3 separate regions of the Mus musculus genome follow, and all the other regions are linked to region 1. The links are chromatin contacts, called in public Hi-C and HiChIP or PLAC-seq maps. All regions are on one chromosome and are shown on one strand. Each heading gives the region's core, a stretch centred on a gene start, on an enhancer-like site or on the middle of the called end of the contact. The rest is flanking DNA. Distances are from core to core; before and after follow the strand shown.

The links. A called contact is a pair of places that touch in the nucleus more often than the background predicts. HiChIP or PLAC-seq counts read pairs in DNA pulled down with a chosen protein or histone mark.
Region 2: a Hi-C map of CD8 T cells shows a contact between it and region 1, with 2.9 times the contacts expected there. The contact joins the promoter of Rnf111 here to the enhancer-like site in region 1. A contact is called at or near these places in 3 of 484 Hi-C or Micro-C datasets (CD8 T cells, nephron progenitors and uterus), 1 of 115 datasets of contacts at active chromatin or transcription factors (microglia) and 2 of 9 other capture datasets (adipose tissue and liver).
Region 3: a contact with region 1 is called in an H3K4me3 HiChIP or PLAC-seq map of bone marrow-derived macrophages, with 5 times the contacts expected there. The contact joins two enhancer-like sites. A contact is called at or near these places in 3 of 39 promoter capture datasets (the C10 cell line, hippocampal neurons and stem cell-derived epiblast-like cells), 17 of 484 Hi-C or Micro-C datasets (the G1E-ER4 cell line, LSK cells, bone marrow-derived macrophages and 8 more), 8 of 115 datasets of contacts at active chromatin or transcription factors (the 230-238 cell line, the HPC-7 cell line, acute myeloid leukemia and 5 more) and 1 of 9 other capture datasets (embryonic stem cells).

The regions. Positions count from the first base shown.
Region 1 is chr9:70,690,415-70,693,827 of GRCm38.p6, reverse strand. All of the region lies in intron 1 of Adam10 (a disintegrin and metallopeptidase domain 10), which reads right to left. Among named protein-coding and RNA genes, the nearest start is that of Adam10, 13 kb to the right of the region's middle. Within about 2 kb of position 1,642, at least 18 of the 459 cell types and tissues checked have an H3K27ac peak or open chromatin away from gene starts, as enhancers often do. A contact at or near this core is called in CD8 T cells, the G1E-ER4 cell line and bone marrow-derived macrophages, where this site is marked.
Region 2 is chr9:70,502,211-70,505,623 of GRCm38.p6, reverse strand. Rnf111 (ring finger 111) reads left to right here and starts at 1,849. Exons shown (of 15, transcript NM_033604.3): 1 at 1,849-2,165; 2 at 2,622-2,684.
Region 3 is chr9:70,841,026-70,844,438 of GRCm38.p6, reverse strand. All of the region lies in intron 1 of Lipc (lipase, hepatic), which reads left to right. Among named protein-coding and RNA genes, the nearest start is that of Gm32017, 71 kb to the left of the region's middle. Within about 2 kb of position 1,873, at least 151 of the 459 cell types and tissues checked have an H3K27ac peak or open chromatin away from gene starts, as enhancers often do. A contact at or near this core is called in the G1E-ER4 cell line and bone marrow-derived macrophages, where this site is marked.

The sequences.
Region 1 (3,413 bases), core at 393-2,892:
CCTATCCAAATGTTCCATGCAAAGGGAAACTACATTTTAGAGATTAAGAGCCATAATCCAATCACTGAAAAACATGTGGTCCTATGGAACACATTTCAGTGAACAGAATTTCAAAAATCCTGGCATTGGCATAAAATTTACTCTTTTATAAACCTCTATACCTACTTTCAAGATAAAGGAGGGATTATCTTACTGCTATCATGAATGCATTTCAGGAAATTTTCATGCAAAATAATCATGCAGCATTCACAACTGTCTGAACTACCTACTTCATTATGCCTTAGTTTTCCCATTTGAAAAAAAAATAGATTTACCAGTACTTATACCTAAAAGTGACATTGTTTGGACTAAATGTATGTGTGTTGAGTGTTGAGAATGGTATACAGCATGCACTACCTAAGAATATAGTAAGTTATTGTTTAAAAAATAACTGCTAAACATTGTGAGAGATATCTATAAACCAGCATAAAGAAAGCTGAGGGAGGAAGATGAGGTTGAAACAATCTGGTTATAGTTGTCTCAAAACAACAACATATTTATCCATTTAGGCTACTTTTTTCAATGAACAAATACATGCTTCCAAATGCTTTCAGGGATTAGACTTGGCTCAGCAGTTAAGAGCACCTCCTGCTCTTTCAGAGGATACAAGTTAGGTTCCAAGCACCTGCACTGCAGCTAATAAGTGTCTGTAAACACCAGTTCTGAGTATTCTGACACTTTCTGGCCTCTATGAGCATCAGACATGCAAGTGCACAAACATACTTTCCAGTAAAAACACCCATATGCACAAAATAAAATGTACTTTCAGATAAAAAGACACAGTTGTTTTTAAAAAGCAACTTAGTTCTTATAGGAAAAAAAAAGTCTAACTTACTCTACCTCTTTAATTAAAAGACCATGTAAAAGTACTTAATGAGCAAAATAAATACACTAGCAAGAACGGTAATCTGCTCTATTTTAAAGTTGATTACAGTACGGCTGAGGCACACCTCTGTGGTAAAGTGCTTAGCTAGCATCCTGAATTCTTAGGTTTGATCCTGAGTACCACTCAAAATGGTAAGGGGGTCAATTAAAAAAAAAAAAATAACAACAACATAAATCTTCAGAGCTTCTCCTCACACACACTCTCTCAGAAATTTGAGCACACTTAATAGTGTATATGCTAATCTTTACTTTAAGTTCTGAGAATACAAATATTAAAAAGTTACAATAAATAGCTACTGATCAATCTTCTAATGACTAAGAAACCAAAACCAAAACCAAAACAGCACAGAGCTAGAGCATCCCTTTCACTACTTATGCATTACCATGCAAGGCCCAACAAACAGCAGGGAAGTTAACAGGAAGGGCTCAGAAGATGACAACCAGAGGCCAGGAATATATATAGCTCAATGGCAGAAAACTTGCCTAATATCCACAGTGACTGGAGTTTGATACCCAATACTGAAAAAGAGATAAAAAGAAAAACTTTGCCAACCCAAACTCCTTTTATCTCCAAACATAGACAATACTATTAAAGGTGTTCCCATGTAGAAATGTTTCCTAATAATAGCAAAAGAAACACATTTAACCTGGAGTGCAGAGTGAAACTTCCTTATCTGAGGTCAGTGGAAAATGACAACTTCTGGTGAAGGAAAGTTTCTAGATCGCCCAAGTTTTTCCATGTGTCATATATCTTTCCACTTGAACTATTATAATTTCTCTCCCTAGCCTCGCATCTTGATTAGGGGAGGCTACAATGATGCAATAATCCTAAGGCTATTTTACTGCAGCATTGTAACTATATTAAATCACTCCACTCTGCACTTTATCAAGTAAGTTATCTTTCTCTTCTGCTATTTTATTTCATTTACACAGAAAAGCCTATCAACAGCAGTTTGCTTCCTTGCCCTGTTACAGATTTCAGAAATCTGAATTTCTATAAAGTACACAGTAAATGCACTCAGTACCTAACACTTTAAAGGTCCAGAGGAAATTGTGAACACAATTTAACACACACAGTTAACATATACACACACACACACAATAGGGATGGTAAGATGGCACTTCCCACCAAGCCTGAAAACTGAGTTCAACCACTTAACCCCACAGGACAGAGTACTTTCCTAGCATGTGTGAGAAGGCTTAGGTTCAATCAAAGTACTGCAAAACATCATGAAAATAAGTAACTAAATAAACTATGCATGATTGTGCACACCTGAAATCCTAGCTACTCAGCCTACAGATGGTAGGTTAATAGTATCACTTTATATTAACAAATTTTTTTCTCTATCTATATCCAAACAAAAAAGTTGATAACACAATCTTAAGAATGGGAAAAAAATTAACAAAAATATTAACATAATAAATCTTCCTAGTTATAGAAAACTCAATTACAACATATGAAAGGGTAGATAAAGGACAAACTAAAGCTGGTACATTTCTAATGCCTCAAGAAAATTAGCTGCAATCAAGATATTTCTAATACTTTCACTGCTGTGGCCTGGCAGTGTAGTCCACCACTGACAGGAAGATGTGTGCAGGAAGGTCAGGCAACTAGTCACAATTCATCCATAGTCTGCAAGCAGAGATGGGGTCCTGATGGTCAGTATCCTTTCTGGGGTTTTTTCCCCCTTTTCAATCAGTCCAGGACCCCAATCCATAGAATGGCAGCACCCACATTCAGGTCTTCCTTCCTCAGCTAAACCTCTCTGGAAACACCCTACAGACATCCCCAGAGTTGTATCTCCTAAGTAATTCCAAATTCAGTCAAGTTGACAATTAAGTTCAACAATGTAATTTCAAAATCATTATCTTTGCCTCAAGAAATATCCATGACCAATGTTCTTTATGCTGCTATATATTCACTCTGATCTTGAAATATTACACAGCACTTATAAAAGTGCTCTCTCATATAACAAAAATAGCCTTCTAAGAACTATGTCCTATATTTCAGCAATATTGCAGAGTATTTTAATGCACTTAGACACACCATTTCTACTATATAACTTCAAACTGAAACCAGTATCTATTTCTTCACTAGAAACCAGTCAAATCATCTAGAATCAACTATCTACATCTCACAGTTACAAGTGAAACTTCAAGATAACAGGGTATATCTATAATTAAAAGCATATTTCTTTTTTTTAAGAATAAAATTATATCATTTAGAGAAAATACATATACCCCAATCACAGAATGGTTGATAACATATAACTTCTTACATTTGTGAGAATGATACATAAAATCATATATTTATATATGCCATAAATATAGAAGTGAAACTATCTAGGATAGCAAAGACATTAATGGGAAGATAAAGTAGTGGGGAAATATGCTCAATATATTATACATAGTTACATGAAAGTGTCCCTATGCAACTCAGAGCTACATATAATGAATAAATACAATTTAAATTTTTAATTACAAAACAA
Region 2 (3,413 bases), core at 600-3,099, 190 kb after region 1:
TTTGTTGTGGGTGGTGTCCTGCCCATGGCTTGGTGCTTAGTACCTCTTACAAGATGTCAGCAACATTTCCCCAGTTGTGACAACCAAAATCATCTTTTGATTATGTCAAACAATACCCGAGTGTCAAAACCAACTTCATAGAGAAACTCTGTTCTCTATGTCAAGATAATCTATGAAGCTGGTCAAGTTTACAGATCTTTCTATTGCTCAACCAACAGCATTTCATGAATCCATGATCATACTCTTTATTGCTAAATTTCCTCCTAATTTTTTACTACCTATATATCTTGACTCAATTTCTCTTCCTTCCTCCTTCCCTCCCTCCCTCTCTAACACATTCAACTCCTCCTAGAATTTCCTTTCACTTCAGCTCTTTAAATAACAAACATTCCACATATCTATTTCCTCTCATTTCTACTCTGGTTGACCTTACCAAAATGCTTGCTTCAACTGTCAGAAATGTAAGTTAATGAATCCGAATCTCCATCATTAGCCCAGTGGTCTACTTAGTTTTAGATTAACACACTCAACAACCAACTAAGTTCAAGCCTTTGGGTAAACATTAGACACTTCAAAAACTCTACCTGATCAGAACAGACAAGTCTTGCCTCTAACCTAAAGTCCCCAACCCAAGAAGCACACATCTTTAGTCCCAGAAGCAGAGGCAGAGGCAGGCAGATTTCTGAATTCGAGGCCAGCCTGGTCTACAGAGTGAGTTCCAGGAAAGCCGGGGCAATACAGAAAAACCCTGTCTCGAAAAAAACCAAACCTAACCAAGCCCGGAAACAAAACAAAACAAAACAAAACAAAACAAAAAAGTCCTGGGCTTTGATAGTCCCGATAGAATTCTACTTGTAGAGGGCAGCAACTAGGGAGGCTGAGGAAATCCAAATCCAATGTTTTCCATTTCTTCTTCTTTTAAAATTTAAAAATACTCCCAGTTCTTGGGAGGCAGAGTCAGGTGGATCTCTGAGTCTCTGGAGTGAGTTCCAAGACAGCCAGGGCTACACAGAGAAACTCTGTCTCGAAAAACCAAAACCAAACCAAACCAAGCCAAAAAATCACCTTCACTAAATATGGAGAACATGAGTGAATATTATCGACGAGCTGATGTAGAAGGAGGTTATTAATGCTTGTTAAATACTTAATTGGTAATATAAGGTACTTTAAGTCGTCATATTTGACCTCACAAGATCATTTTGAAGCATATAAGGCTATCATGTTTTATAGAAGAGGAAACTGAGATTTATAAAGGTGTTAATAAGTCAGCTTGGGCACCCTCACTTTGCTTTCTGACCGGAAATCTGTCTGATTGACTGCAGAGCCCACTCTCTGTCCTTACATCCTTCTAGGGCACACAATAAAAACTGCAATCTTCTGGGTTTTGTGAGGCAATTAAGAAGTCATCTGCGATTGTATAGCTCCCAGGCTACCTAATAATACATTTGAAATGATTTTGAAAATTCACTTCACCAGTGAGATGAGATCTCTGTTTTGGGTATCATCTGCTGAGAAAGACACTAACCCGTGTTTTTTTGTTTTTTTATTTAAAGGCGCGACTAGTGCAATCAGTAAGCTGGAATAATTTTTAGTTTGAGAAAAAGCAACCAGTACGTAGGCGGAATTATGCTGAAGCACTGTTGAGCCCGAAATCACGGAAGAAAGTGAACCCAACCACCTTATTTTTAACTTAGTCCCACTGGGCCAACAGTTCGCCTAAGCCAGTGCAAAGAGGAAGGACTGGGACGCAGGGGGGCGGTCCCTGGCCCGCACATGCGCAGACATACTGCTGTGAGAGGGCGTGAGGGTCCGGAGCGCTCGCTTTCCGAACTGTCGTAAAAGGGCCCCGGTGTCGCGCTCGCGCAGTCGGGGAGGGCCGGCCCAGGCTGCGGCGGCGGCGACGGCGATGGTGGCGGGGCGCTGGTGCTGCGCGGCGTAAGGCACGCCGGCCGTTCAGGGTCGCGAGCGCGCGTGGGCCGCGATCGGGTGCTCGGAGCCGGGTCCAGCCGAGCCAGGCTCAGCCTCACGCTCCGCGGCGGCGGTGTTGACAGACGCCCTCCTGAGGAGAGCCGCCCGGCCCGCCTCAGCCTCACCCGGCCGAGCGCTGTTCCCCAGCCCCGCGCCAGCGAGTCCGGGACCTGGCCGCACGGGGCCTGCGGACTCGGGTGAGGGCGCCGGCGGAAGGGGGGGGGGTGCGGGGGAGGGGAGCGGCGCGGTGGCGCTTGCGCGCGGCGGGGGAGGGGCCGAGCAGGAGGGAGAAAGAGGAAGGGCCGCGGCGGCCGGCCCGGGTCGGCGACAGGGGAATGACCGCGGGTCCCGGACGGCGCGGAGTGGCTCATTGTGTCCGGGCAAGAGTCCGCCCGCGGACACACCCACGGCCTCTTGGGAGGGGGTGGGTGAGGGGATTGCGCCCCGGGGCCGCCGCTCGCCAGCGGGACTGGGGCTCAGGGCCGAGGAGTGGGGGTGACAATGGAGTGAGGAAGGTAACCCCGGCTGGAGCCGGGAGCCGCCCGGTGCGGGCGGGCACGCGCAGTCCGCGGAGCAGAAGACAGGCGCGTCTGATATTGTGTGGAGTTGGCTGGTTAGTCATTAAAAAAAGATGTTTTCTTTATCCTGCCTAGATAATTGATCGGAGTCAGCAGTGGTGCGGTGGAAATATCGGTTTTTGTTCTGGAGAAATAGAGGTTTGTCACCACACTTCTTAGATTATAGAGCTTTATAGATAATTTTAAAAAAAAAGTGTGACTTTTTAGCGTCCAAAAAAAACAACAACCAAAAACCAAAAAACCAGGAAGTTGTAGCTAGCGCCTTCACTTAATTTGCTCATGTCTGGGGTGACTCCATTGTATTGTTGAGAGCTTTCCTGTTCCTTGATTTATGTACAGAATGAGTTTAGAACTCCTGAGTAGCAGTGAGTGAGCCAGCTGACAGAGACCTCATTGTCAGAGTTCTGACAGCTCTTGAACCTGACTTGATCCAAACTTAGTTCCATTTGGCACTTTTATCTTTAATTTTCTTGTTTTGGGGACCTCTTTAACCAAAGAGAGCAAAATCAAAAAAAAGATGAACAGAGGTTCCTCATATCTTTACCATTTGTCTTTGCAATAGCTCTCACGTGACTTAATACAGATGTCCTTTCAAGAATTCTGATTTTACTTAGCTTTTGAGTCTACGTTAAAGAACCCAAACAAACCCCAAAACCTTCATGTGCGTATATACCAGTGTGTGGGGTCTGTACATGTGAGTGCAGGTGCCTCTGAGGCCGGAAGAGGACCTAGTACTCTGGAGTGGTAGTTAAAGGAGGTTTTGCACTGCCCTGTATAGGTGCTGAGTCCCGATTGGGTCCTCAGCCAGCATAGTAAGCACTCTTGACAACAAACCATTTTTCCAGGTCTGGATTTATATTTTGATAG
Region 3 (3,413 bases), core at 624-3,123, 150 kb before region 1:
CACACCACACACACACACACACACACATACACACACACACATACACACACACATACACACACACACATACACACACACATACACACACACACACACACACACACACACACACACATAAAGCCACATAACATACAGGTAACCCAGAAAAGAATCCCACAGATACATTTTTATTGAGACATTGTGCTGTTTGTTACATATGTGAGAAAATAAATATGGACGCCGTTCCTCCATTTTCGAGACAGTTTTGAACTGTAGAATTGGAGGGCAGCTGACTAAAAAGGGTTAATGCCACCCCTAAAATCAAGTAACTTAAGAACAATTTGGTCCTCTTGAGATTTCCATTAAGATATTGTCCCATGGGTCTGCAATAGTCTTCCATCTAAGGCGAGTTTGTCCCCAGATTCCAAACAGCAATACTTATGCCATTCAATAATGAATGCATTATGACAGCCAACTATCCGAGCCACCTCTATCCATCACTAATTCTCCCTTCAACAACTGTATGGTGTGCACACATGTGTGTGCAGGTGTGCCCACACATGTATGTTCGCACGTGTGTGGAGGCCAGAGGTAAATCTCAGGCGTCTCCCTCCTCTGCTCTCCACTTTAACTTTTGAAACAAGGCCTCTCACTGAACCTGGAGCTCACTGAACCAGGAGCTCACTGATGCTGCTGGACTGGCTACCCAGCAAGCTTCAGGAGTCTCTCTGCTCTCCCAGTGCTGGGTTACAGATGTGTTCCATGGTGCTTAGGTCCTGGGGACTCCAATTCAGGTCCTAATGCTTGTGTGGCACTCGAGCACTTTGCCCACTGAGCCATCGCCTTTCTGCCTCATCTCATTCTTATTACTTACTAAGCAAACTTCCCCAATTATTCTGTTATGTTTATGAGTGTTTGCCTTCGTATATATGTTCACCCCATGCATGCAGGGCCCATGGAAGCCAGAAGAGGGCACTGGACACCTTAAACTGCAGTTTAAGGTAGTGAGTTTCCAAGTGGGTACTGGAAACCAAACCCCAGTCTTCTGCAAAAGCAGCCAGTGCTCTTAATCACTGAGCCATCTCTCCAATTCTCTTCCCTTTCTTTTCTGCCTGTTGGGCACAGCAGGGCTCTTGGTTCTTACAGAGATCTGTCCTCTACACTGCATAGCGCTGCATGCTAAGCTCACCAATGTTCTGTTAGTCTAGTCTTATCAAAACCTCCCATAGCCTCACCTTGAAGGGTATAAAGCCCTGAACCTCTTAAGTAACTAGGCACACACACACACACACACACACACACACAGCAAACCCTTTTACAGGTCTCACAAGAATTTAAATTTAAGGCTAAAAGTTCCAGTGTCAAAAACTGCTGCCTATGGGAATTGTGGGTATTTGAAGCTCTGCCTACAGTTCAGGAAACACCCTTTGTGGGTGAGCTCCCTTCCCACACAGATGGAAGAGTGAGGATATAACCCTGGAAGTAGCGCATAGGGAAGTGGAAATGCGACTGGAAGGATCCTTCCACTGCCGTTACACACAGTCCACCCAGGCACTGTTTTCTGTCAAATCTCATGAAATAAGGATATAGAAGGCAGCCCTAAGAGATCCGGACAGGAAGCCTGCAGGCTTAGTGACAAGCACCTCAGCGCCCAGCAACAGAAGAGGAGGAGGAGGAGGAGGAGGAGGAGGAGGAGGAGGAGGAGGAGGAGGAGGAGGAAACAGACCTGCAGAGACTGGATAACTCAAATGAGGTCAGATGACTAGCTAGTGGCAAGTGAGTCCTGAGCCCAGGTCTTCTAACTCCAGGATGAAAGTACCTTCATTATGCCTGCCTCTTCTCTTTTGGCATCAGGAAAAGAAACAGACACCAACTTCCTGATGATGACTCATGCTCAGGGTTTCCCAACAACAATGTTACTGAGATGCGAGGCTGCATCACTCTTTAGTGGAAGGGGAGGCCTGTTCTTAGCATGACCTCAGACCTCTGCCCACTAGAAGCAAATAGCACTCCACATGCCCCCACCCCTAAGTGTTTAACAACTGAAAAGTACTTCCAGAAATAGCTGGCATGTGGCTCAGTGGGTAGAGTGCTTGCCTAGCATGAACAAAGCACTGGGCTCTAGCTCCAGCGCTGTATAAATAGGGCGTGTTCTTGCAAACCTGTAATCCAACACTCTAAGGTAGATAGATGCAGGAGGATTAGAAGTTGATGGTTACCTTCTGCTATATAGCAAGTTTGAAGCCAGACTGAGAAACTCAAAACCCTGTCTCCAAAATAATAATATTAATTTTTAAGTCCTCAGATAATGCTATGAAAGCAACCAGGATAGTAAGGAAGAAACAAACGCCCCCATCTGGGTGAAACTGGTTTGAGTGTGAGCTCCTGTTCTGGAGATGATTCTAGTTCATTTGGAGGTTAATGATGGGGCAGAGCAGACAGGAAGTGAGTCGTTAAAGGAACCTCACTGCCAGGCATAGGAAGGTTGATTCCAGAGAATGCTGTCCAGGAATCTGAGAGAGCACAGTGAAGAGGTTGGCTCTGTTGTACAAAGGAACAAAGTCAGAAAAGGAACTTGTCTTTTTGCCACCAGTCTGGGCCCAGGGAACTCAGCAGCAGGAAAGGAAGAAATGTAAAGCCCAGGCCATGATCTAAAAAGCCCTCTCTTTTCAGCCCATCTCTCAGCCTGCTCCATCTATGACTGCTGCACCCACCGCCCCACCCTAGCCACTCTGAAGGTGTTGGTGCCGGAAGGCAGCCTAGGACTCACCAATGCGGCAAGGTTCAGGCTGTATACATACAACATCTTACATGAGCATCACAAGGTGTTGGGTAAAACAGCCAGACACAAAAGACCTACTGTGTGACTCTATTGACACAAAGTTGAAGAACAGAAGAAACACATTCCCATTGATAGGAGGAAGTGGTGGTTTTGGGTGCTGGTATTGCTAGAGACGACTGAGGGCATCCTCTGGGTATGGAGACCTCTGTCGCGATCCTGAAGGAGGCTTGTGAATGGGTAGAAATCCACAGAGCTATACATTTAGGATGGTCATACCTTCCTGTATGTTTCTATAAATAAGCTCTATCCCCTTAAAAATGAATGTTGACTCTGGAACCAAGTGGGTGTGGATTCCAGCCCTGCAGGTGATTCTGGCTAAGTCAGAATTTTTCTAAGAGGCTAGATGACCAGGGCAGTCCAGACAGGAAGTGCACAGTGAGTACAAATAGCGCTGTACTTAAAGGAACCACAGACACTGCCAGACACAGGACACAGTGTCTGTGTGAGGCACAGGATGTCTTAACGTAGGCTCCTCTGTTGCCCCAGGCACTGAGACAGGCCTGACAGCCATTAGCCTCTCTCTCCTCTACTTTCTCTGGCTTTGGGAGCCGTGCTCAGGCGCCACCTCTATTTGCCGAGTTCTTTATCAGTG